Regions from separate parts of the Mus musculus genome. Here all the other regions are linked to region 3. The links are chromatin contacts, called in public Hi-C, HiChIP or PLAC-seq and promoter capture Hi-C maps. All regions are on one chromosome and are shown on one strand. Each heading gives the region's core, a stretch centred on a gene start, on an enhancer-like site or on the middle of the called end of the contact. The rest is flanking DNA. Distances are from core to core; before and after follow the strand shown. Region 1 has its middle 220 kb from the start of Gm39233. Region 2 has its middle 240 kb from the start of Gm32531. Region 3 holds the start of Cdh11 (cadherin 11). Region 4 has its middle 190 kb from the start of Cdh11.

Region 1 (6,134 bases), core at 268-2,767, 250 kb before region 3:
TTTCTTAGTCTGTGCTTCAATAGTTTTGTTGTTTCGTTTCAGCTTGCGTCCAGCCGAGGTGGGACTTTCCAAGTGCCCTTTCATTCTCTAGACTGGCTCCACAATATTTTAGCTTCTATTTCTCATAACTGTAAGCCATACAGTTTGTGCCTCATTTATATTTTACTTCTTTTTTTGCCTTTTTTCTGATGCCTTACTCATTCCAGTTAGTAGTCATGAAAAACTTTAGCTCAAAACCTGAAAACCCTAAATTATACTTTCCCCCCAATCAGTGCCCTTTTTAGACAGGATTTCAAGGTTTTGATTTGATATAGAAACTTCAAAGCTTAGCTATTATGAACATTAGAATACACATTCAATTCATCAAGCCAGAGAGACCTTTCAGAAGTTGATCACATTGTTCTCCACAAACAAACCTTAACAAATCCAAAACACTTTAAATAGGTTCTTGCACCTATTTAGATTGTACTAGAATAATGCTGCTAATCATTAGAAAGAAAAATAAACCCACAAAAGGTGCACTTTTTAAAAGCTTAGACACGGATCGACGTTCTTCTGAATGAACTGGGAAGCCTTTGAAAAATCCAAGGAGGAAAAAATGTGGTTTTTTTTTTTTTTTCAGATGAAAATAATATGACAATTTACCAGAAATTCTGAGATATAGTTTTGGCAAATCTGAAAGGAAGATTCCCAGCTGTTTGTGTTTACATTAAGAGATCTGAGCTCACAACAATATCAAACAACCATAGCTCTCAGTTTCTAAACTACCACCCAAGGAGTATACATGGAGAGACCCAGGGCTCCAGGTGTATACGTATCAGAAGACTGCCTTGTTGGGCACCAATGGCAGAAAAGGCCCTAGGTCCCGTGAAGGCTCGATGCCCCAGTGTAGGGGACTGTGAGGGCAGGGAGGCAGGAGTGGGTGGGTGGGTGGGAACACACACTCATAGAAGCAGGAGGAGGAGGAATGGGATAGGGGGTTTTCTGGTGGTGGTGGTGGATCGGGAAAGGGGATAGCATTTGAAATGTAAATAAAGAAAATATCCAGTTTTTAAAAAGATTAAAAAAAAAAGAAAAGAAATCTGAGCTCTCAGGTAATCTCGCAATGTGCCTTAGGATCAAAAATAAAGCAAAACCAAGCCAAGTACAAAGTGATGGGCAACTAGAGTTTTAAAAGATCAGAGAAGGTGTTAAATGGAATAATTAATCAAGCACAGACTTGGTCCTCTGAAATGACAAACAAGATTGACCGTCTCTAGACAAACTAGCCAAAAATGTGTAAAAGGCACAAATTATTTTAAAAAGAAGATAAATTATCACAACCAAGAAGGTGAGTTGTGGAAATGCTGTAATGAAAGCCATTACTTTCATGGTAACTTTAAAACTAAAGTGAAATATCAAGCAATACAGATGTGTCAACGCAGCAGATGTCACCTCAGCAGATGTTCCACAGGGAGGCAGCAGGAGGAAAGGAGAATTTCCCAGTTTGGTTTTCCTGGTGAACTTAACGATTAGCCAAACACAACAGGTTTCATCATCTGTCCTCCCTGCTTCCCAAACACCCGTAAATCTATCAAGTGGAGAAAATTCCAAGCATGGCAGGTCCCTTTGAAATTTTGTGCATCCGGCACCAGGACTGTGTATTTTCCATGCTAACTTCTGAAGAGCAAGCTCACTGAAGCCGGCCTCATGGCTTTCTGATTTCTTGATCTTTTAGTTGCCTGCTGATCTTCACGATATCAGAGTTGAAAGCCTCCTTACATAATTTCTCACAATGTGGTTCAAGAATCCCCTTGAGTTAAAATAGCCTGGAATAAATATTTTTAAATGGGCATGTCATGTTCTCTGAAGACAGAGCCCTTAAATGTGCTTCATATAAATTAAAAAAATAAATAACTGCTGTTTTCCATATCCTCTAAAATGACTTCCACCACTGTTTTTCATTCTTTATTATTGTATTACATATATATTATATTGTAGAGAGAGACACTATTAATAGAAATATTTCTAAATCTGATTAATATGGAACAGAAAAATGCAAGTCTATGAATCCTAAAATAGATCACAAGGCATATTTGTCACTATTTAACTTTTAATTTTAAGATTTTTTTAAAGTTTTTCTTTTCATCATTCAGAAAGGATTTCACAGCATGAAACTCTAACCATCAGCTTGTGAGACTCCAGCTGTTCCTGGTCCTAAAACGTTTGGGGTTCTCTGCCATCATTATTTTATGCACTTGGACATGCACAGTAGCAACGGGTTGTTTGTTTGTTTGTTTGTTTGTTTGTTTGTTTTTCCATCTTAAGGTTTATTTCCTCATTGACAGGTTAAGCACTGGGGTTTTTTGTTTGTTTGTTTTTTGTTTTTTAATTTTAGAAGATGTTTTAGTATCTTTAAAATGAAGAAACTGCTTAAGATTTTTGGTGACTTTTTAATTCAGTCAAGTGCTTTTGTATAGTGTCACAGGCGTATACATATAGTGCATGCAATACTACTCCTATACACTTACCTTCCACTCTCCAAAGCATTATATTTTACAGAATTTAACTAATGTAGTCCAATTTGTTAGTTATCCTTTTTGAGGTTCTCTTTAAATTATTTTTGAATTCCAAATTAGTAGAGCTATTCTGACGTTTTCAAAAAAGGCATGGCTTCATCCTTCATCTTTAGGTGACTATTGTTGTCTTTGTATCCATATTGCTGTGATAAACGTACCTTTTAAAGTGCAGCTTACTGGGGGAAGGGGGAAGCTGGAGAGATAGCTCAGTGGGAATTACACGAGCTGATTTTCCAGAAGGCTTAAGTTCAATTTCCAGCACACACATGGCAGCTCACAACTGTCTCTAATCAAGTTTCAGAGGGTCTGACACCCTTGCACAGACAGGCAGGCAGAACACCAATGAATATAAAAATAAATAAATCTTTTAAAATTACAGCCTACGTGATTAAGGTTACTTTGGGCTCACAGTTCATAGGTATATTCAATTGATTATGAATATTCCAGACAGTAGGAACTTAAAGCAGCTGAACAGATAGAATCTGCAGTCAATAAGAGTGATGGACAGTTGTACTTATTTCATTTTCTCCATTTCGTGTAGTACTAACCATTGAGAGTGGAGGGGTCCTTTTATCTCCATTAAGTCAATGATGATACTACTGCACAGTCTCCCTCCTCATATAATACTTATCAAGTTGAAAATTTTGAATAACCATCATAACTTAATCCCTTTTTAATCTGACATTACAAAGCATTACTACAAAACTGTTTTACAGTTTGTTCCCATAACATCAACCCATCATAAAATGTAAATTGACTGAAGATAACAGTGAAAATCTTCATAGTCATGAACAGTTCCAATGCTTTAAAAATCCAATTTGTCAAATGTAAGTTTCTGTGAACTAAAAATTTTTATGATTCCAACATTTAATTTTATGGTAAACATTCTTTCATTTTAGAGAATGTTTGATTATTTTATTTTATGTGTAGGTTTTGTCTGCATGGGTGTCTGTGCACTACATTCATACCTGTAAACTTTATATCCATTTATTCGGGCCTGTAAAGGCCAAAAGAGAGCACCTGCTTCCCTGCAACTGGCGTTAGGGATAGTTGTGAACCATCATGTGGATGCTGGGAAATGAACCCCGCCCCGTCGGCTGAGTAGCCAGTGTTCTTAACCGCTGAGCCACCACTTCACCTCCACAGTAAACATTCTCACCTCACACACACACACACACACACACACACACACACACACACACACACACAAAAATAAATAAATAAATACATAAATAAATAAATAAAATAAAAATAAAAAATCAATGAATATTAATTAATGACTATTTAAAGCAAGATTGAAGCCTGGAGTGGTGGCACATGCCTTTAATCCCAGCACTCGGGAGGCAGAGGCAGGCAGATTTCTGAGTTCAAGGCCAGCCTTGTCTACAGAGTGAGTTCCAGGACAGCTGGGGCTACACAGAGAAACCCTGTCTCGTAAAACAAAACAAAACAAAACAAAACAAAACAAAACAAAACAAAACAAACAAACAAAAAAACAAGATTGAAACCAAGATTGAAATTCAGGAAATAAAATACCAAGTGCTATAGCTCCATACCCAACACCAGAGCTTCATAATGGAGTTGAGTGCTCTCCACAGGCCTTGAGGAAACACACTTCCCAAGTTCTGTTGTTCAAAGCACATAAAAGCTTTCTCCTGTGTTAGTTCCACTCTATGCATGCAAGCTTCCTTGTTACACATCCCATGAATGTAGCATCTGCAACATTTTGTGTTCTCCATTGTACCCTAGGCTTCAGCATCCCTTTGTGTAATGGCCACCAAGGTTCCTCTGCATTGGCTCCTATCCTGCCCTATACTGCCTTCGTTCATCTGTTATCTGCAAACATGGAAAACATCTCATGTCACTCCAAATTTCACATATTTCATGCCTCTGAAATCAATGTTCTTGCAGCCGATGCTATGTTATTCTGCTACCGGGTTAGGATATAGACCGACAGCCTTGGGATATAACAATCCCAGGGTCTGTTTGGCTTTATGAAACCCTTTCAGAGGTGATTATGGTTGAGCCAGAAACATCGTCAGTTTAACTTTCACATGTAGTTTTTTCTTTTTGAAATTAAAGTATTATTTACCTCATTTCCTTCTCCCTTCCCACACTCCAACTCCTCCCAGGCCCCTGCAGTGCTCCCGTTCAGCTTCATGCTTCCTTTTTCTTTAATTAGTATTATCACATATGCATATAAATATATAAATACAATCTGTTCCATCCACTTAGTGCTGCTTTTATGTACAAATGATTTCAGCGCTAATCACATGTTATGGGATAACCAATTAAGAGGCTCATTGCTGGAGAAATTATTGATCCCACTCAACGTTCATTGTCTGCTTGGTTTCTTCTCTACAGTGAGGACTGTGTGAATTCTCATTTCCAGGTTAGCATGCCTGTTGGTAATGAAGTTATTCAAGTCTTGTTTAGACAGCTATATTGTACAGGCACCATGGAGGAAACTTAGCAGTTATTCCTAGCAAGCACAACTTCAAAAAGGATTTCCGGATCGTTTGACTTTTATGATGTTCTGGCTCAGGTTTCAAAATATTCTCTAAGAATTACATGCAGGAATTGTATTGTAGATCTATCCATTATAGCTACATACCCTGTTATCAGTTGATCTCTGCATTTTGGCCCTTGATTTTTTTTTTTAAGATAGTTTCTGTGTGCTGTAAAGAAATGCTTCTTTGATGACGAGTAAGAGCTACACTTTCTTGATAGCTATTTAGCCATGCTAGACATTGTTATGGATCATTGATATCACAGCTGGGTATGACTCTTGTTTGCGTCTATGTGTTGGGAGCTTACATAATAGCTTCCAGCACAATGAAAATCAGTCTTCTGGGAAGAGGCCTTCAGATCAGATCCAGTTTGGACCTCCTGAGGCTTGTATCTTAAGTACAAAGTATCTTCATCAATTGTTTACTTTCAACCTCTGTGATGCAACCAAGGGCAACCACAGTAGACTTTCATGTTCTAGATAGAATTGGACCTTTACATGAGGTAGCCTATGATGAATGAGTCTGGTCTTCAGTATACATTTCGTATTTTCCCATTTCAGAGGCAGAATAAGACCTTTTTTTTCTTCTTCAAAGGTTCTCATAACCTTAAAAATGCCTCTTCCTGGTGCAGGTGTGGGCCAGAAACATATGAAGATTATGGATATGATGATACATATGCAGAACAGAGTTATGAAGGCTATGAAGGCTATTACAGCCAGAGTCAAGGGGAGTCGGAGTATTATGACTATGGACATGGGGAGCTCCAAGATTCTTACGAAACGTACAGACAAGATGACTGGAATGGGACCAGGCCATCACTGAAGGCTCCTCCAGCTAGGCCAGTGAAGGGAGCATACAGAAAGCATCCATATGGAAGTTATTAAAAACAAACAAGAGGGGAAAATATCAGTTATGAGCAAAGTTCTTACTGATTTCTTGTATCCCAGGATTCCGGTTGCTTTACCCACAACAGACAAGTAATTGTCTAAGTGTTTTTCTTTGTGGTCCCTTTCTTTTCCCCACTTCCTCCATTCTTAACTCTGCATTCTGGCTTCTGTATGTAGTA
Region 2 (7,052 bases), core at 1,793-4,292, 250 kb after region 3:
CTCTTCTTTTCCTTTCTTTTCTTTTTTCTTCTGGCTATGCTCAAGGCAACATCATAGCACTTCTACAGGGACAGCTTATAGAGATGTAGGGCACAAAGGACCCCACTAAAAAGCGCTCTCTGAGGCCGGAACCCTATGCTAGGAAGAGAGTGAAAAGAAAGCCACATTGTTTCTCTCTATAGTTTTCATCCTTCTTTCACAGCATTGGTTCAAGGTCAGTCTGTGTGTGTGGAAATAGTCAATAGCTTATCTCATGATTTTTAACTATGTGTATGTCTATATGTGTGCATGTGTGTGCCCTAGGAGGTCAGAAACAGCAGAACTGCTCATGGTAGAAACCGAACTCAAGTCCTCAGCAGGAAGCACATAAGTTCTTGGTTGTGCCAGGGAAATGTAGTTATTTGCCCCCCCCCCCGATCTCCCCAAACAGACAGGAACCAATCTGATGCAACTCACAGCAGGGTCTTTATTCCATTTGAGCTAGTTTGCTCCACCCCCAACACACTGCTGTCACATGGGATGGTTTGGGGGGGGGGAGCTCCAAATGTCTATAGGGTCTATAGGGGCAAGGCTTTACAGTAAGCAGAAAGCAGGGAGTATCTTGTGCGAACATCTAATTGGAAAGCTACTGTGGCCTTTAACATAACTGGTTGGTGCTGGGAGTCATATGATAAAATTAATTTCTGCTCCTCTCTGCATTGGTGGTTGTTAGGCAGGGGGTAGGCTTGGAACCCAGGGGTGCAGGTTTGTTGGGGGAATAACCTGAAGAAGCTGGTGTGGCTGAGGGTGTAACATAGTTCTGGCCTTGTTGAGAATTAACCTAGAGACTGGAGCTAGGCTTGCGTTCTGTTAGGGGTCATCTTGGAAATGAATGCATTGTAACATCCTGTTAGTTTACCTGAGTTCAAACTTAGGTCAGGTTCTCTAAAATGTGGTCTGAACTTAAAAGATTTGGCCTCTCATTCTCAGCTACTGAGACATCTCTCTTGTCCCTTGAACATTCTTATTAGCCACACTGGCACACACAGCAGTATAGATCTCACCCATGGGTTCAATGCTGGCTCTGCCCTTGTGAATTGCTCATGATTTCCTTTTAGGCCAGTTTATTTTTGGATTATGCTATATACACTAAGCAGTGCTATATTGTGAGCCTCTTGCCTTTGGTTAATTCATAGCACAATCCCCCAAATCAGTTTTTAAAACTGTAAGATAATGTTTTAAAATATATAAGTAATTGGAAATAAGAGGAATACTTGTGAAATGTGAAAACTGTATGTCATTCAAGTTTAAGTGTGTATGCCTAAAGTGTTGCTGGACCAGCAAGCACCACTTCCTCCCCTTGTGTAGTGTCTTCAGCATCCATGCTACAAGACCAGAGGTGAATAGCTACAACAAGGGCCCTATGGCTCACAAAGCCTGCAAACTTTACCACTGAGGCTTGACAGAAAAATAAACAAACAAATAAATAAAAGTACTGACTTCTGATAAAGGAAAACAAACACAGTAGATCCCAATCTAAGAAAACCTGGGTGTGGGAGTCAGACAAGGGCTTGATGAAGAGATGGCGCCGTGTGCAGTGGCATGATGATTAGTTCTTTCTCACTCTGCTCATGGGTTTTACAATTCATGTATGCGCTTCATATGCAATTGTAAGGTTGAATCATAGCTTTGCTCAAGCTAGGTCAGTAATCTACAAGTGAGCTACTTTGCCAAAAATCAGGATTAATACCCTTGGAATAAATGGGAAAAGAATATGTAATAAACGAAACAAAGAATTATGAGCATAGGCCAAATAAATTTTACATTTTATACATCTTAATTAAAATTCAATTACATCATTTCTCCCCTTCCTTTACCTCCCTGCAACATGCTTGTAAATCTTCTCCCGTCGACTCGTTCCATGCTTCTTCTCTCTTGAATTGATAGACTCCTTTTCTTTATTATCATTATGTATCCAGTACAAAGTGGTCAGCCAGCCCTAATGGTATACATACAAATGACAAACATGGACTCTGCAGTTATATTTATATATTTGTGTACAGTTGTACAAATAAGATTGTTATAACAGAAATATACAATATCTCATTCATGTGGATGAACTCAATAGCAGAATATAGATGATTAGTGAAAAGGTTAGTGAACATAAAGATGAATTAATAACATTATCTAAACTAAAAGATGCAGAGGCCAAGATAGTGTAGGGGAGAGAACAGAAGCTTAGAACCTATGGGGCAACACTGAACAGATTAGAGTTAAGGAGGAAGAATTTGGGGAGAAATAAGCATTTATAATGATAATGACCTTTTCCAAGTCAGTGAACTTCATGGTTGTAAAAACCAATTTCCAGCAGGATAAATGCAAATAAAATTATGCCCAGATATACCACAATGGCACTCATGAAAACCAAAAGAAGTGATAAGAAGTGAGACTAGGTAGTAAGGAAAACCACAACTTTCTACAATAAAATGATGGAGAGAACAATCAGATATGGAGATTGGAAGTATGCATAGAAGGTTAGTTTTTTGAAGAAAGAAATGGTACTCTCAACCTTCACATGTGGTATTTTCATCTGAGAACAATAAAACGCAAGAAGATCAAATGACTTATCTAAAGTAACTCTCAAATAAGAGAGTAGAAAGGAAGGAGGGAGGGAAGAAAGGCATGAAGGGACAGAAGGAAGGAGAAGAGAGTGAAGTCAGGTAAGGTGAGAGGGGAGACAGTAAGAATGAGGAAAAACAGATGTAAAGAAAGAAAGAGGGAAGGAGGGAGGGAAGAAGAGAGGGAGGGAGGGAGGGAGGGAGGGAGGGAGGGAGGGAGGGAGGGAGGGAGGGAGGGAGGGAGGCAGGAAAGAGAGACCTTAACACTGTTCTATCACTGTTTCTCCTTAAGGACAAAACAAAATGATGGTTTTTATAATAGGAAATGGTTTAAAAGAAGATAATTTTCCCTGGAGGAACAAAGTTGAGGGACTGGGCTCCCAGGCTCCCAATGAGTAGCAGGAGGAAGCTGAGACATGGGGAATGTTCAAAAGCAAACATGGAGAACAGCCAGTGAAATATTCACCCTGTTTGAAGAGGTTTGCTGAGGCCATGTTTTTTTTAAAAGAGGAGAGGTAGTGAACTGCATTCTTTTTTTCACAGGGACAAAACCACTGGGAAATCTAGTAATAAAATATAGCACTCATTTCGGTGCCAAGGAAAATTATAGGAATCACTTGTTGACATTATGCAGCCAGAAAAAAAAAAAAAAAAAAAAAAAGAAGAAAGGCAATAGCTTATTGGCTGAACTCACAAATTCTTTGGCTGAGAATAGCTTTTCCTTTGTTTCAACATTTTCTTTCTTGTTTCTTTTCTTTTTTTCTTGGTCATTTCCTCTGTCCATCCCTCTTTCCTTCTTCCTTTCCTTCCCAATTTCTTTGTCCTGTTTCTTGGTGTACCTGTGTCTTCCAAACATGCTTGTTTTCTCGCGCACAGTCGTGCTCGCAAGCGCTCACACTGCCCCCCCCCACACACACACCAGAAAAATGCTGCCCCCCCACACACACCAGAGAAATGCGTGGGGGACAGTAATGATGACCACACTTGTGGGCTTCAGTCCTTATACTGATCTGGACAACTACTGTAGAGGGGGGACTAAAGGAAGTTCCAGTCTGAACCCGAGACAAGAGATGTTATTGAGATTAATGCTAATAAAATTCTTAAAATTAACACATAAAACGTAAAACGTTTAGGGATTAAGTGTGAAAATATAAAAGTAGGAAAACAGATTTTTTTTTTTTTTTTAAGGAGTAGTCTAAGATTCCTTCAGTGTCAATGAACAGCTATCTTGTCAAGGTCCCTGGCTGCCTACAATTATAAAAGCACTCACGTGACTTTCAGTAGAGATCCATCTGCATTTGTCTGCATTTCTTTGGAGAGACCAACAAATAATTGGAGTAAACACTATTATTTGTTGAAGTGTGTAAGTTCAAATGCCATTGAGGAAAGCCAATCTTTAAACACACACACACACACACACACACACACACACACACACACACACACACACTAAGGATCATGGCAGTATCATGATGAATTCAGTATGCACTGCTGTGACAATAAAACTTGAGTTAGCAGATACCCATCACCTCTCACAGTGGGAACAACAAGGGACTGGGAAGCAGTTATTTGGGCTCCATTAAAAGTAGTCCAATAAAACGCTCCACAGTTTCATACTTCATACTTCTTTCAGGACAATAGGCGTGTTTGAGGCGCCTGCAGTTCCCATAATTTGTCTTTGAGAAATAGCAGACTACCATCTACAGTCTTGCTCTCCATTGAAAATATATCCTTGATGCTGTTGTATTAAAAAAGAGAAAGTACTATACCAGTGACATTTCTGCTCATGAAGAATAGCTAAAGCAGGCTACCCAAAGGATGTAAAGATAATCTTGAACATGATCATTAGTTCAGAAAGAGCCAGGTTACCACTGTTGTCTTTTATCTCCCTTTCCCATGCTTAGCTTGATATGACCTAATCTTTCTACATCTGACGTTTTTCCTTTGTTCTGTCTTTCTTTTTTCTTTTTTTTCTCTAGACTCAATATAAAAATAACATTACTTTTAAAAAGGAAATGGATGGCTGACATTGAAGGTATAGACCCCAGGGGGTTTGGCAAAGGAAGACAGAGGTCCAAAGATTGTTTTGAAAACTCTGTGGGTTTACCCTTCCAAGAAACAAATTAGAACAAGGAGAAATAAAGAGGTGATTTAAAACTGATTAGATTTTGGCAGGAGGGAAGAAAAATCCTGGAAAATCATCAAGTAAATTCTATTTGATTCTATTTGTATAGACTTAGCTGGAAAGTGATTTTTTTCCTATTTTGCTCAGATAATGTAATTTTACCTTTTATTACTGTTATTATTATTATCATTATTACTTTACTATTCTAGAAAGTTAAACTAAAGAGGACCAAGTGATAATTATAAGAATATATCAAGACTTTCCTTTAGGTTTGTTCTAGTGTGAGACACCTTATTAGGGTCCTATGGCTGGTGCTTTGAGAGATATATGACTCTGAAGAACAAATCTAAAAGTTATTAGGTGTAATTGCTTGCCCATTAGATGTCAGGCCATTCTACATGGATGATGAGCTTCAAAGGAAGCTTGCTGGCACCCTTTGACATTTCCTTGGTTTTAGTGCTTCCTGTTGATTAAGGAGGATTGCCTTGACAGTCTCTGAGGAAAGACAGATTCAATGTCTCAGCAATAGCAATTGAGAATGAAGAGGCCCCAGTCGATCGCTTAAGAAATAGAAAAGGACAGTTCTAGAAAAAAAAACATTGAGTAAGAATTAAGCAAGTTGTCTACAGGGTGCAAGAGTGGTGTCAGATGGAGTAAAACCAGACAGAATATTTTCAGTTCCAAGTCATTAAAAAAATGTGCATCAGTAGTCCTTAATGTACAATAAACGAGGTGCCAGGGCTCATATGATGATGAATTACAACATGCCTCTCTCTTTCTCTGTTCACATTTTTCTTTTACATCTTCTTTATTTCTGGTAATGGGTGTACCTGATGTTTCTGCCAGAGTTGTCCACAGAGAAGAGATGCTCATTTCTTTAAGGCTATACAAGTGAGCATGGTTTGTAAGGGTCCAGGGGCTGCATGGGTGAGCACTGTGCAAGTGAATGTCTAAGGCATCCATAGCAAGACGTTCAAATGTTTGTGTTAACTCAAAAATGAATGTCTTCGTTTAAAATAAATGCAGAGTCACAAACTTCTCTTTTCTTTTCTATTGAAGCTGGTTTATGAAGTATTAATTAGCTGCTACTCCATGCCAAGTAGTAGAGACTACCACACAAGAAGGAAATAAATGAGAGTGTTCCATCAAAGAATAGGTGTAGGAATGGAAGAGAGAAATGTAGCAAAGATACAATACACAGTGTAATAAATCTAATTCTAAAGAAGTGTGTTGAGGACAGCAGCAAGAAAAACCAGCTGTGAGTGTTAGAAAGATTGCTCATGGAAGGCTCTTTTAAATATTTAAAATTTGAGTCACTTTTGAAGAAAGGGATAGAATGTATTTGCATTTTGAAAATGGGAGGAGATATGGAATCCCAGGAAGTAAGAATCACACTTGTATGCTGTGTAAGTGGGAAATATCTGGCATATTATAAAACTCCTAGCAGTTTGGTATTAGTAAAAGCTGTGTCTTGAATATGCTCCGCAAAGTACATGTTTTAGAAATGCAATCCTCATGATTACAGATGTTTGGAGGAGTCCATGAAGGGAAACAGTTGAGAATCCCTAGGGCATCAGTGGCTTTTCAAGAGGATCTAGAATACTTACTGCTCTGCTTTGCCTATAATGCCTTCTGCCATGTTGAGATACAGACAGCTCTCAACAGGCACTGAACAGATGAAAGAATCAGGCTCTTACACTTGCCTGCTCCTGAATTTTAATTTCTAGTGTGTAAAAATTACCTAGTACTAGCAATGAAAACAGACTAAGACAGTGCAACATAAACCTGTGTGTAAGCAAGAATTGAATATTTGTGTAAGATTAGAAAACAGTAGCATCTAATCTTATAAGAAAGGAACCAATGGGATTCAGGGAACCCTATCTTCCGCTAGTGGAGAAGAAAGATATGCAATTCTGAGTGGCATCTCTGACATTATCAAAGAATTGGAGGACGTTGTCAAAATCTAAATGATTCCATGTTGTTGTCCCATATAGGTTAATCCTCACTTGTTTCAAGAAAATGGCCACCACTGGTGATGTGTTTAAAGGATAAATCTTTGGGATTTATCTCTTCAAGAGAAGTAGGATATAGGAGAACTCCTTTCCTCCAAGGGTAGGATTAAAAACATTCTTAGGTGCAGATCAAAGAAGATTTAGACAGAGAGAAAAGACTGAATAATCTCTGGTTGTAAAATTCCATGAAAGGGGGAGAATGGAAAATCTGTGGGAAAGGAGGGTCCAGGGTTCTGTGGTTTGATAGCTTTCAAGAGAGATTTTTTTTTCCTCCTACTTACAGGTCTTGACAAGAGTTTCTTTCTCAGTTTGAAGAAG
Region 3 (6,556 bases), core at 96-2,595:
AACAGGGCTTCTTCGAACATCTAGCGAACCTTTCACCCGCTGAAGGCAGGAGTGCGGAGCCCGGGTGAAATCCGGGCCTTGGCAAGAGAGAGAATAGGAAGCCTCCTGGGTCCCACTTTCTCCGGGGACCAGGAGCGAAAAGACCCTGCCAAGGCTAGGCTGGGTTGCGAGGGGAATTGGATGCTCCCGCAGCCTCCAGCTTCCCGCTGCTCCTTGCTCTCAGCACATCCCGGCTGGGAGGCCAAGCACAGGGAGGGAGGCCGATTGTGAGGAAACAGTGGAGGCTTGGAGCGCTCCGAGAGGAGGCGCAGGCTTTCCGGGAAGGTTTGATTCTCAAAGTTAACATTGACCCTAGAAAGCTTCCTCCAGTCCAAGCCCGAGTCTAGTCTGAGTCTGAGCCGCTCACAGAGCATTCCCTGCATCACTGGGAGGTTAGGATAGGTGACTGAAGTCCCCGAAAAGGCGGGGGCTGGAGGGGCTAGCTCACACCGCAACCCCCAGCCTCTGAGCCGCAGTCCACAGCCCCCGACCCACACTATCAAAGTGCGGCCAATCCAATCGCCGCTCCCTCCCGGCCGCCGGCTATCTTCTGGGCTTCGACCGCACTCTCTACACAGGCACCGGGTCTAGGGGAGCTCTTTAGGAAGGCGCGGGAGGATCCCCTCTAGGAACCCCGCAGAGAGCGATCTTGTCTGGGGAACAGGCGCAGCGCGGGCGGGCACCGCACAGGGGTCGACTTTCCCTAGAGACATCACGGGAGCAGTCTGCGTGTCCAGAGCTCCGCTCTGCAGTTCCTTGCCCCAACCCAAAGCAATCCCCCTGTGCTGAAGCCTTGGTGCAACAGCCCCTCACCCCGGGGGGGGGGCAACAATCAAAGAACCGGGGAGCGCACATCTGGCGCCTCAAACCCCTGCTCTGCCTGCGTCCACAGCAGGCTGCCTCCCTTTTCTCTGATTTTTAACCTCACCCCCCCCCCAAAAAAAAGCCCTTCTGCTTTGCTTTACTGATCTCCATCAGCCAGCAACCTCCCCCTTCCGCAACAGTCTCTTTCAGAAGCAATTCTTTCCCCTTTCTGCCTACTCCGAGAAGCCCCATCTAGATAGGGTCTAGAGCCGAGCAGAGCGCCTCACCTGGGGCCGTTGCGGGTGGACACGACCTCCTGGCCGGCTGTCCCTGGCACGGGGCGAGCGCAGCGGTGTCAGCCCGGGCCCCGGTCCGAGTCCCATTCACAAGTCGGCGGCGGCTGCGAGCGGCCCCCGCGGCATCTGCTCCTCGGCCCGCGACGCTCCCCTCAGCTGGCGGCGGCCGCGGAATGAGCCGCGGAGCGCGCTAGTGGCAGGAATGAGAAACCGGGGGGAGGTGGCGGGCAGGCGGGCGGGTGAGGGGGGAGGAGGAGGGAGGCCGACGCTGGGAGGGAAAGGGGGGCGGAGAGGAACCGAGGCTGCTAGACGCCGAGAATTGGGCCTGGAGGAGGCGATGGATGCCTACCCTGTCGGCGCTCCTCCCCCCCTGGGGCCCCGAGAGATGCCAAACCCAGGAATAGGTGGCCTGGCCGCCCCTCCTGCCCTGGGTCGCAGCGCTCCGTCTCCTGTGGGGGCTCAGACACAGTCTGGAGCGACTGAAGTTGGGCTCCGGGGATACACAGCCAATCAGGAAGGACGACGGAGGGAAGCTGGAGAGGGCTTGAGAGCCCCCATTTTCCTCTTTTCCTGAAATCCGCTCCAGCTGGACAAGCTAGGGCCTCAACCGGCCCGCCGGAGGATGGATTGGATGGAAGGCATTGCCCAAGTAGGGGAGGCAATCCGGAATTAGGGAGCGCATTCTAGGCTTTATCAGTTAGCACTCTGAAAATATCTCCACGTTGACCACTCCTGCCCAGTGCCCTCTCCCACGAACCTTCAGCATCCCGGTATCTATCCTTTGAGAAATCCGCTTGCGGGGAAATCGGTGAAGACACTAGACAGGGGCATTCGGACTTGAGAAGAATAGAGTTTTTCCTCAATGTTGTTCTACCCTACATGCAAAGCCTTCTTTAGGGTCAGCCCCACCAGGACAGAGTCTCTAGCTTCTGTTCCAGCCAATTACAAGCAACACCCCCATCCGGCAGTTTCACTTGTTGCCTCCCAGAATGGACACCACAGAGCCCCTCAAGGCCCCAAAGAGAATGCCATTCGACCAGAGGATGGGCCTACGTGAAGAATACCCGCACCCTGACTCAGCCCCCTGTTTATATCTTTCTCACGAGAACCCAGCAAAGGATACCCCAACCTGATTCCTGTCCACTTTACAGTGTCTGGGCAGAAGAACTGGATCTTCAAAAAAAAAAAAAAAAAGCGCCAGGGACTGGGCGGGGCGGGGCGCTCTTCCTACCTAGAGCAGCGTGGGGACCCGCACCGTGACTGGGAACTAAGGATCCATGCTTCAGTGGGGACCTTGGATTAGGACAAGTTTCCAGTCTGGAAGATGTTAGAAAGAGCAGAAGTAGAGTTTCCAATGGGCGAAGGATAAAAAGGGATTTTTTGAGGAAAGTCGCGGTGGCTTGGGAGTGGCGACCTCAGGAAAAGAACAATAAAATGACAAGGGACAAAAGCTGGACTATGCAGCAGAAGCAGGAAGACCTAAAGGGGGAGTTTAACAGGAATCAGAAGTTAAAAAAAGAAAAGAGGCCACCAATGGAAGAGAGCGCCAGGACCCAAAGCGCATGGGAAGGGCACTTGAGAACCCAGGGAGAACAAATGGTGGCTGAATCCCACCACCAAAGCACTTAGCCACCAGTCCTGGGGACCCGGAACTCTCACAGATCAACGGTCCCCGTCGGGCTCCTGGAAATGAGATCAGGAACCAAGGCGCAGACAAGACCGCTGGAATATCTGCCCTGTGCTTGCGTTTTCCGCAGCATCTCCAGGTCCCTGTGACACTGGGTGCCGCCCCTACCCCCCACCCACAGTAACCATACTGTTGGAAAGGAAGCGCCTGTCACTCCGTGTGGACGTGGCCTTTAAACTGCCCACTCTTTTGGGGAAAGGGGGCGCTAAGCTTTCAGCTACCCACTTCACTCATCTCCCAGCTTCCCTCTTCCCTCATTCCGGATCGTGCCCAAAGTTCCAGGCCTCCCACCGCCACCGCCACAACACACGCCGCCGCTGGTAGCAGCTGCTGGGCGCCGGAGGGGTGTGGGGGGAAGACTAGCAAGCAGGGGGGGGGGGGAGGTGGTGGTGGGGGGAATCCGGTACTTGTCTGGAGACTGCTAGCTGAGCTTTCTACCTGCTCATCTTGGTGCAGGGACCTAAGCCCCTTCTACCACCATTGGGTTAGGTTTTCTCTTTCTTCTTGATTTCTTTGGCTCTGTCCTTTCATCTGAAGTCGGATCTAAGCCCTAAAACTTTGGGCACGTTCCAAACCACCACCGGAAGTCCCCACTGTAAAAGAACAGAGGGGCTGCTACCTAATCATTCCCACATAACAAGTGAAGTTACAGGGAGGGAGGAACGAACGGAAAGTGTCCCACTAACCCTGGCATTTATGACAGCTCCTGGATTTTCCAATCTTTACCGCGCTGCATGAAGGGAACGAGCAAAACCTACAGCTAACATCCATGTAACCTCTTGCTGGAGCCTGCAGTGAGGAGAGCACCGTGGAGGATAGGCTCATGGACTCCAGTTCGAGGTGTAGCCCAGTCTGAGCCTGTTTACTTGTGATGGGACTTGAGCTGGGCATCGCGTTTGCTTTCTGTCCAGAGTTCACTAAGTGACATTACTTGTTCTTTAGACTATCCATCCACTTCATGAACAATAACATCATCGAATATTTACAATGAAGCTGAACTTCTCTTGGTAGGTTTCAAGTGGCGCTGCACACTTGAATCAACAGTCTTTGCACAATTCTACACCAAGGTTCTTCTCAAAATCAGAAAAAGAAAAACAAAAAACCTGCCACACCAAAATAGTCACGTGAAATGTTCATACCTGCTTTAGTTCCATTGGAGTGTATATGGGAAACAATAGCCAAGGAGAGATGAGGCGGGCACGTAAGAGGTGATGTATCCATTCAATGGAATATTATTCAGCAAGAGAAAGGAGAGGGATCAAGACACTTGTCACATCACGGAGGAACCTCAGAAATATGCTAAAAGCCACATGCAATACGACACATTATTCCACTCATATGTAATGTCTAGAAAAGGCAAGTTTACAGATGTGGACGGCATAGCAGTGGTTGCCCCGGGGTTGAGGTTACAAACAGGAACTGGCTATTTTGAAGTGGATTGAAAGCAGTTTCTGCTCAGAAACGCTGTAAATCAAACAGCAATGATGGTTGTACAGATTTGCTAAAACATCTCAGATGATCATTAACAGGAACAGGCATTTCTTTCAGGACGATGAGCGGGCCATTCCGTGACCCACGACTAAACCCCACAGGGGGAACTTCTTGCAAGGCATTTGAAGAGAGAAAATAAGTGGAAAAACTTATTTTCTTCAAGTCTGGTTCTTACGAGCTGCATTAGAGAACCTTATACATGTTAGAGTACTTAACCCTCATCCCTACCCCGTAGTGCTCTAAGCCTCATCCCTACCTACCCCGTAGTGCTCATAAGAGATTAATTCCTAGGGACTCAGACATTCTTGCGCTTGACTCTGCGAGCACACCTACACAGCGTACAGCGTGCATTTCAGAAAGGATTTTTCTTCTTTTTATGATGATGTTAGGATCTATCTTCCAAATCCATATTAAGCACTTGGGTGGAGCAATGTGTGATTTCAGCTCAGATTGTAAAAGGAAAAAGAATAAAGAGAAAAAAAGAGAGAGAGAAGTAACTCCTCAAGTTCCCCCAGGCAGCTACCAAGTTCTGCTGCTTATTTTCTTTGGTGTTTTTGCTTTGCTTTACAGGGGGGTTGAAAACTATGGTTCAAGGTTGTCTATGCCTCCCAATGCAAACCCGAGGAAGCCCAAATGAGCTTCCTCTAGTCTCTGTCTTTATCTGTTTAGCAGAGCTGATAATTTCATGTCTTTCCCTCATCAAAGGGACCCGGTCCCTTTGATGTGCCTTTCCTCTAACTCTGAAGATACCCAGGGCCTAGGTGGCGATTCTTCATTTCTAGCCAGAAGCCCCAGGGTCCCCAGATCTTCTAGAAATTTTTCTTCTAGTAGGCCTTTTGGTAAAAGACCTTGCAAGTAAGGCAAAATCCAAACAGAGAGTAGATTTCCTCAGACTGACTTAGCTTCCATACGTGCATTCCCTCCCAAGGCAGTGAAGGGAGAAAGATGGAATGAGAACACCATGTTGTGTCAACTCTCAAGAAAGAATCAAAACTGTAAAGAGTCACATGTCTTTTTAGCTGTGTCAGAATCCCATCTCTGTCCCTGTCATCTCTGTCCCTGTCGTGTCAAATTTCTGGAAAGAATTGAACAAACATTAAGTCATTCCACAGCAAAGTCAGGATACCACCATAGTCCAACTTGGTGAACTTGTTAGTCTGTCAGGTTTACTTCCAGGAGCAGAAATACCTCCAAAATATCTCCATCACCAAAAGCCTAGACTAGCACGACCCACCAAAGACCTCTGAAGCCTGCTACATGACTTACACTTAGATCATAGTGTCTCTTCCACACAGCCTGGCTTCTCCAAAACTGTCTCCCAACAGTTTATACAGCTGATTATATGAACTTGGAAAAGGGGACGATGAGTGAATCTGGTCAGTCTCAGGGATTTCCTGAAGTTATCGAATTGTTTCTTTGCTGAGCTTAATGGATTTCTATGGAGGATAAAATGCTTCACCTTTTAAGAGCTTCTCCTAAGGACAGAATGTTACCTCAGAGGATACCCCTACGCAGCAATCTCTCAATGGTTGCATGATTTTGAGCAGTCTGTTACCTATCCCCAAATGTGGCTTCCAGGTCTGCAAAATGGAACTATTACCTGAACCTCAATTGCTGTTGAGATTTGCTGTCTACTCTTTCAGAAATAGTAAATGTTGAGCATAGAACAAAGATTCCAAGAGTGAGAGCTATCAATTATTATCATTTTATAACACTTGATCATGGTGCTCTGGTTTATCTGATTTAGAAGAATACATGTTATAATTACAGATTAAAATTGTGAGAATCAGCAATAGGAATCTCAGCCTAGAATACTACAACTGTTGAAAGCTGTTCTAACATTACAGTTTGCAGTGACAACATCAGAAATAAACAGGCTCTGGGTGCATTCTATGTCTGACACAAGTCCCTCAAGTCACACTGGACAAGCATTTCTCTGAGCCTCAGGCCCTATAACTTTGAAAGCTTATCGAAGTTGAGCTCTGGGGTATGGTGGGGGTAGGGTGCAGGGGGCATAAATATATATTTTTTTAATTCACTTTACAGTGAGTGTGAGCTCACTGCCCCTCTCCAGGTCATCCCTCCCACAATCCTTCCCATCATTCCCTTTTCCTTTGGGCGGGTGAGGCTCCCCAACTGGATACCACCCACACCACCACTCCCAACCTTACACATCAAGTCTCTGCCTGGCTAGGTACATCCTTTCCCATTGAGGTCAGACAAGACAGCCCAGCTAGAA
Region 4 (6,173 bases), core at 1,778-4,277, 190 kb after region 3:
AGAATTGGGCAGTTTTAGGAACTAGGGTCATAGCTCAGTTGGTGGGGTGATTGCAAAGTGCTCATGAAGCCCTAGCCTTGACTCCAGCATTATATAAACCGAGAGTAATTGACAAGCTTGCAATCTCAGCACTCAGGAGGTGAGACAGGTGAATCACCTTAGTCTCCAGAGAAGGACAGGGCATGATAGTGCATACCCCCTAATCCAAGGACTGGGAGGCAGAGGCAGTCAAATCTATGTGAGTTTGAGACCAGCCTCCTATATATAGTGAGTTCCAGGACAGCTGGGGCTCCATAATAGACCCTTGCTACAAACAAACAAAACAAACAAAGCAAAGATCTTCTTTGACTATATAGAGAGTTATTTAAGGCTAGTGTGGAATAGAAGTGATCCTACCTGAAAACAAACAAGGAAAACCCTAAAGTACAATGGAATTTATTCAATATCATCACTTTACAAACAAGGAAATTTTGGTGAAATTACTGGTTGTGTCAATACTTCTTTAGCATGTGTGTGCCAGTCATGAATTCTGTGAAGGCTGAAGTCAAAACTGGAGAGTCTGACTCTTGGGGCTTCCTGAGACTCATACACACACACACACACACACACACACACACATTGCCTCTTAAATAATTGCATACCCAAATGACACACAGGAGTGGGGTGTCATTAACCAGGACGCTGAGCATTCCAGTTCCTAACTTTCTGCAACGCCAACTTTCCCATGGCAGTCAGACCATCAAGTCCTAGTGTATGGTGACATCACAAGGAATCAAACCTGAAACACAGCAGAGATAATTCCCTTTACAAAACAAATGCTAGAGGGAGAGACTACAGAGTAATTTTGCCAGATTTCTCAGCAATTCTCTCGAGATCATGCATGTTAATTGCTTATAGCTGCAGGTTAGTACTGCCAGTCCCATGTGACACCTAAGCAGGAATCAGCAGCCCCTTTAGTGGCAGAATTGCAGACTTAGTGAGGTGCTGAGGATGTCTGCTAGGACATGCTGCCCGTTCTCTGACTGCAGAGGCTTTCCAAGGCCTGTAAGCTGAGTCCAAGTTGACTGAGTGAAGCCCTTCTCAGCAGGAGTCTTGACCATGTTGTAGATTTAACTAGGGTGATGTTTCATTTGACTCGAAATATTGTGTTATTTCTGGAGTTCTATTCACTAATTCCGATTCCCCTCTAAGATTCTTGACCTAGAATCGTATGTCTTAAGTCCTGGGAGTCACAACCAAGCCAGTTCACTCTGGATTTTAGCAGTGAGGCAGAAGAAGCATGTTTTTGCTCTTCTTCAGATTCCCTGTCAGCAAATGCAATAATTGAAAGGAATGGTCCCTATGAACTCAGATCTTTGGCTGTGATTGTTCTTTTCCTTCCCCTGTATTTTCTTGTGCCCTGTCACTATCTTTCTCCCTCTTTGGCTTCCTCCCTAACGATCTTCACATGAACCATACTTAGGATTGAAATGCCATGTTCTATGGAGCCAGTCCCCTACTGGATCAGAAGAGCCAGTTGTGCTCGTTTCTTTCAGATTCTGTGATCAGTTTTCTAGGTCACTTGAAATCAGCCTTCAAGAGAGGATTTAAGCTACAGAATCTGGCACAAGAGACAAGTCAGAGCTATTACCTTCCATACCCTCCTACAGGGCCAGCTGATAAACATTTACAAGCTCACTGTCACCAGTTTCTGATTAGATTATTGGCCTGACTGCTAAGTTATTATAACCACAGGCAAACTAAATTACACATGTGTATGCACACACACACACACACACACACACACACACACACACACACAAACACACACGGGGGGTAGACAGTAATCAGCTTTGAAAGAGTTTAAGTTAGTACTAGGTGAGAACATTCAAGGTACACTCGGGAGTGTTTTACATTCTATTCGGCAGGAATACATTTTTCTTTCCGATGTCCATTTTGTATATAAGAAAATGGAGGCTCAGCAAAACTAAGCAATTTGGGTAACTACGCAGAATCGATAAGTAGCAGAAGCTCACTGGTTACTATTAGCCTGTGAAGCCAGAATCATTTCTGTTTCTGACCCATTCGGCAAATGAGGAAAGTATAGAGCAAGTCCTCACATTCATACACAATCCACTTAGCAACATCTACGTGGCAACAGGTCAGTACAACACAGCACAGAGGACTGGATCCTTGGAGAATTCCATAGGTAAATAGGAGCATGAAAAGTAAGGATGCTGGATGGTGCTTTTACCATGAACAAGGATACCTGTTAGAAGAACTAGAGATAGTTCACATTGGTTACTTGTATTTCACTATCTCAGGACGCTCCACTATACCAATTTTAGTTTTCATTTATTCTTTAAAATAAATATATATTTTAAAGTAAAAGTTACAAAGGGAAAGCATTATGTATACTTCATTGTTTCGATGCTGAAGCCTCTAGGTTTACAGAGGTCAGTTGGTTTTTAAGATCTTAAAATAAGCCAGTCTAGCTTAACTATTACCTTCTGTTCTTAAAAATAAAGTAAAGGTTATTTAGGGCTAAGATATTACTCAAGCTTCTCTGTAGACTCTTTTACTACTCAAATTAACCAGGAATTTAGAATTACTAAGAATTACACACAGAAAAACTTAAATTTTAAGCCCCCATGATGACTCTAAACCAATTGTTTTTCTCATCTGCCACACAACATGTTCTGCAGTAATGGAAGAAAATGTACACCATTTTGAACGTGAGCACAGTACTATCTGTGCCCAAGACGCTCTTCCACAGTGATAGCCTCCGCATTGGTGTGTTTCAGCACATCCTAGAATAGGACCTTAATATACTTTGTCCTTTTAGCATTTCAGTGTTCTTCCCAACTGCTAATAAAGAACAGAGACGCTGGCCACAGTGGAAGACCTCCAGGCAGAACATGGATGGCCTCTTCAAAGTCACAGAGAAGGCGGGGGGGGGGGGGGACGGACTCCGGAACCCAGCTGCCTCACAGATGGGGCTCATTATCCACACCACCCTCCCTTGTTGAAGGAAGGCCAAGAAAGAGCCACAGAAAATTAGAGGCTTATGCTGAAGTGGCCAGATGTCGAGACAACAGGGACATCCTGTCTCCACTGGCCTGGCCAGTGGTTTAAGTGTTCTTCTCTGTGGTGGACAATGTGGATGTTTTCTGCACAGGGGAGAGGTCACAGAAGCTCTGTTAAGTAAAACATCAGAGAGAGAAGCTTCAAAACAAAATCATAACTTTTTTTTTTTTTTTGCTCTTTGAACACCATGTAGATATATGAAGAAGGTTTGGATCTGTACTCTGCATACAATTACTCTGTGATATTGTATCTGTTCTCAAGTGTAACATTTGACCAGAGTGATTTCAACATTTTACATAAGGTCTCAACAACAAAAAATAGCCCACAACTCAAAATAAAGCGGCTTTCCTGAGGTACCGTAAGTATACGGAGCAAAGGTAAGACTTCAACTCTATTAGCATTGACCCTGAACTACCTTTTAGAATAGTGAGTTTTGGTATGGTCTATTTGCCAGGTGTCTCAGTAATCCTTTCAAAACCGTTTCCTTCTACAAATCCTCCAGGCCTCGCTGCAGAATTATTAAAGACTCAGTACTTCACACATTAACAAGCCCACCTCATGATGTGATTGACAGGTCTTAACATTTGCTAGGGCTGCTCTCACTTCAAACAGACCCTGCCACGACTCTCCAGGAGCTTTCTAGTCGCTTCTCTTTTCCTTAACTAAAGCTATAGTTGCCTAGAAGAGAGAAACAGCCCTTTCCAAATCTTCTGTATAAAGCATTGAGAGGTTTAGATTTCCCCAATAAGAACAAATCCCAGTGCACGTGGGATGTTGCACATGGCTCAGATTCGTGTGGTCCGGTTCAGTGGCTACAGGGGTTGGCATGCAAAGAAGCAAGACAGGAGAGTATTACAAAATGCACTGAGGCAACCAAACTTCTGTCTTGACTTCCTGAGTTGGTGAACCTTGAACGGGATATGCATTCTAGCTTCCATGCAGTCATCTGGTGTATGATATAGCCTTAGACTTCCAGATTTTAAACTTGGTAAAAGAATATATTTCTACCATCTTCACCAAACATATTAAACAAACACTAGTGAAATGAGATATAAATAGATATGTTAACCAACTTAACATAATATTTATACAGCACACATGTAGATTAGTTTATAACAGTGTACCCCATAAATATATACAATTAATAGTTGCTAATCAGAAGAATTTTAAGCAAAGAAACAAGGAGGATGAAGAGAAGCTTCAGAGGTTAAGAGTACTTGCTGTATAATCATGAACATCAATTAGTGTCCAGCAACCCTAGCACTGAGCAAGCAGGACAAGATGAAGAAAGAAGGATAACTGAAGCTTGCCAACCCCCAACTTAGGCAAGAAATAAGTGACAAGTGCTGATCTATCAGTACTTGTGGCTCATTCCCATTACTGTGATGGGACACTTAGTGACTTCCTCTTCTAATCAGAAGCCGTTTCTTATAGTTGTGCTAAGCCTTTGTTAAATTCCCAACTGTAGAACGTGGAGGAAGGTAGGTTCAATAATTAGGACGAATCTGTCTTTAAAAGACGAAAATCTCTTCTAAAATATGGGGTGAGGGAAAGAATGGGCAAATTTAAGGAACCTAAAATGTGAGTTAAAATATTTTCAGATGTTTTTTGACTGCTAGTTGGTATCTGATCAATGGCAAATACCCAAAGCTGTGAGAGAATGAAAGAAAGTCATAGGATTTTTGAAGAAGCTGAGATGCAGGAAAAGGATTGGATAAAGATGACCAGGAGGCCTACTGGGTATCATACTGAGGTTTGTTTATAGTCATGGCCAGCAGGCACAGGTCTCCTGGAATAACTGTAAAAATAAAGGCTTTGGTTCTGACAAGTTGTTGTTTAGCTACTAATAGAACTGTGTGAAAGCACAGGATAAAGAATTATGTTGGGAGAACTTTACTCTCCCACATCCTCAGGCCAATGTGCAAGTAAAATAGGCAAATAAACACACAAAGGTGAAAATCAGGGTGAAATCACTGCTTGAGTGTTATATTTCTGCTAAGTTCCAGGTTTCCCAAAGGCATTCATATGTGGGATGAAATCCGGAGAAAAAATTCTATCTCATGAGATGCAATGGCCAGAGTGGGAGATGGTTTCAGTAGTGGATAGGTAGCATAAGGATCGGCAGAACATCCTTCATCTCAAATACATCAATCTCAAAGAAACTGTGTCTTTAAGAATTAGAAGGGAAGGTTGGACCAAATGTGACAATGAATAAAATAGACAGCATTCTTTTTCGTGACTTTGATCTTTGTCAAATAAGGCCAAGTTAATATAATGTTTTATATATTTGTATACTATTTATGTTTTGTATTTTTGATTTTAGTATTTCCAATATTTAACTTCTGTAGGCCTTCAGAAATTATTTCAGGTAGACCATATGCAACAACTTAGGAGAAAAAAATGAATACAAATTCCTAATATTTACCATATTGTAAGTAAGGATTCCTATAAAATGAAGGCCATGTAACATATCAGACTCCATGACTGGATGTGACTTTTTCAATGGGTTATCCATCATAAACGTCAAGGCATCCATCAGTAAGGCTAGTGGGGGACTGTGGCACTTATGATAGCTTTCACGTACTCTTTGCTCATAAGTGGATACTAGGTCTGTGATTCCAACATGGCTGTCCTGCCTCCTGATCACAGGTTCTGAGTCATTGTTTCAAAAAACAAATGGAAAAAAATAACAAACAAACAGACAAAAAAACCCAACTATTTCTACATTACCTGTGGATTTGCTGCATCTGTGCTTTTGTCTCCTTTTACCTTTATTCTCTACTTATGACAAACTGATATTAATCACTTTTATATCACAAGTGATTGATTGAGATAATTTAGCACACATTTGGTCATAAAAGATAGAATTAAATGGGTTCAAATGACAAGAGACTCCAAGCCCTGCACAAGCCCTTAGTATGGATGGCAGTCAGGGTAGCTTCAGAGACCTTAGCACTGAAGGGTTTTAGGGATCTATTCTTTCTTCTTCTTCTTCTTCTTCTTCTTCTTCTTCTTCTTCTTCTTCTTCTTCTTCTTCTTCTTCTTCTTCTTCTCCTTCTCCTTCTCCTTCTCCTTCTCCTTCTCCTTCTCCTTCTCCTTCTCCTTCT

The links. Promoter capture Hi-C pulls out the DNA fragments that hold promoters and counts their contacts. A called contact is a pair of places that touch in the nucleus more often than the background predicts. HiChIP or PLAC-seq counts read pairs in DNA pulled down with a chosen protein or histone mark.
Region 1: a contact with region 3 is called in an H3K4me3 HiChIP or PLAC-seq map of neural tube, with 4 times the contacts expected there. The contact joins the enhancer-like site here to the promoter of Cdh11 in region 3. A contact is called at or near these places in 2 of 39 promoter capture datasets (3T3-L1-derived adipocytes and stem cell-derived epiblast-like cells), 5 of 484 Hi-C or Micro-C datasets (the 3T3-L1 cell line, 3T3-L1-derived adipocytes, lens fibers and 2 more), 3 of 115 datasets of contacts at active chromatin or transcription factors (embryonic forebrain, neural tube and stem cell-derived neural progenitor cells) and 1 of 9 other capture datasets (adipose tissue).
Region 2: a contact with region 3 is called in a promoter capture Hi-C map of the 3T3-L1 cell line, with 4 times the contacts expected there. The contact joins the enhancer-like site here to the promoter of Cdh11 in region 3. A contact is called at or near these places in 3 of 39 promoter capture datasets (the 3T3-L1 cell line and hippocampal neurons), 3 of 484 Hi-C or Micro-C datasets (MC3T3-E1-derived osteoblasts, nephron progenitors and uterus), 2 of 115 datasets of contacts at active chromatin or transcription factors (embryonic limb bud and heart atrium) and 1 of 9 other capture datasets (liver).
Region 4: a contact with region 3 is called in a Hi-C map of uterus, with 11 times the contacts expected there. The contact joins the enhancer-like site here to the promoter of Cdh11 in region 3. A contact is called at or near these places in 6 of 39 promoter capture datasets (the 3T3-L1 cell line, cranial neural crest, frontonasal cranial neural crest and 2 more), 13 of 484 Hi-C or Micro-C datasets (the 3T3-L1 cell line, cranial neural crest, embryonic fibroblasts and 5 more) and 2 of 115 datasets of contacts at active chromatin or transcription factors (craniofacial prominence and embryonic limb bud).

What each region holds. Positions count from the first base shown.
Region 1 is chr8:102,528,939-102,535,072 of GRCm38.p6, forward strand. No RefSeq gene overlaps it. Among named protein-coding and RNA genes, the nearest start is that of Gm39233, 220 kb to the left of the region's middle. Within about 2 kb of position 1,518, at least 1 of the 459 cell types and tissues checked has an H3K27ac peak or open chromatin away from gene starts, as enhancers often do. A contact at or near this core is called in neural tube, where this site is marked.
Region 2 is chr8:103,028,794-103,035,845 of GRCm38.p6, forward strand. No RefSeq gene overlaps it. Among named protein-coding and RNA genes, the nearest start is that of Gm32531, 240 kb to the right of the region's middle. Within about 2 kb of position 3,043, at least 2 of the 459 cell types and tissues checked have an H3K27ac peak or open chromatin away from gene starts, as enhancers often do.
Region 3 is chr8:102,783,766-102,790,321 of GRCm38.p6, forward strand. It overlaps Cdh11 (cadherin 11), which reads right to left and starts at 1,346. Exons shown (of 13, transcript NM_009866.5): 1 at 1,131-1,346.
Region 4 is chr8:102,975,429-102,981,601 of GRCm38.p6, forward strand. No RefSeq gene overlaps it. Among named protein-coding and RNA genes, the nearest start is that of Cdh11, 190 kb to the left of the region's middle. Within about 2 kb of position 3,028, at least 25 of the 459 cell types and tissues checked have an H3K27ac peak or open chromatin away from gene starts, as enhancers often do. A contact at or near this core is called in craniofacial prominence, palatal mesenchyme, second pharyngeal arch cranial neural crest and 1 more, where this site is marked.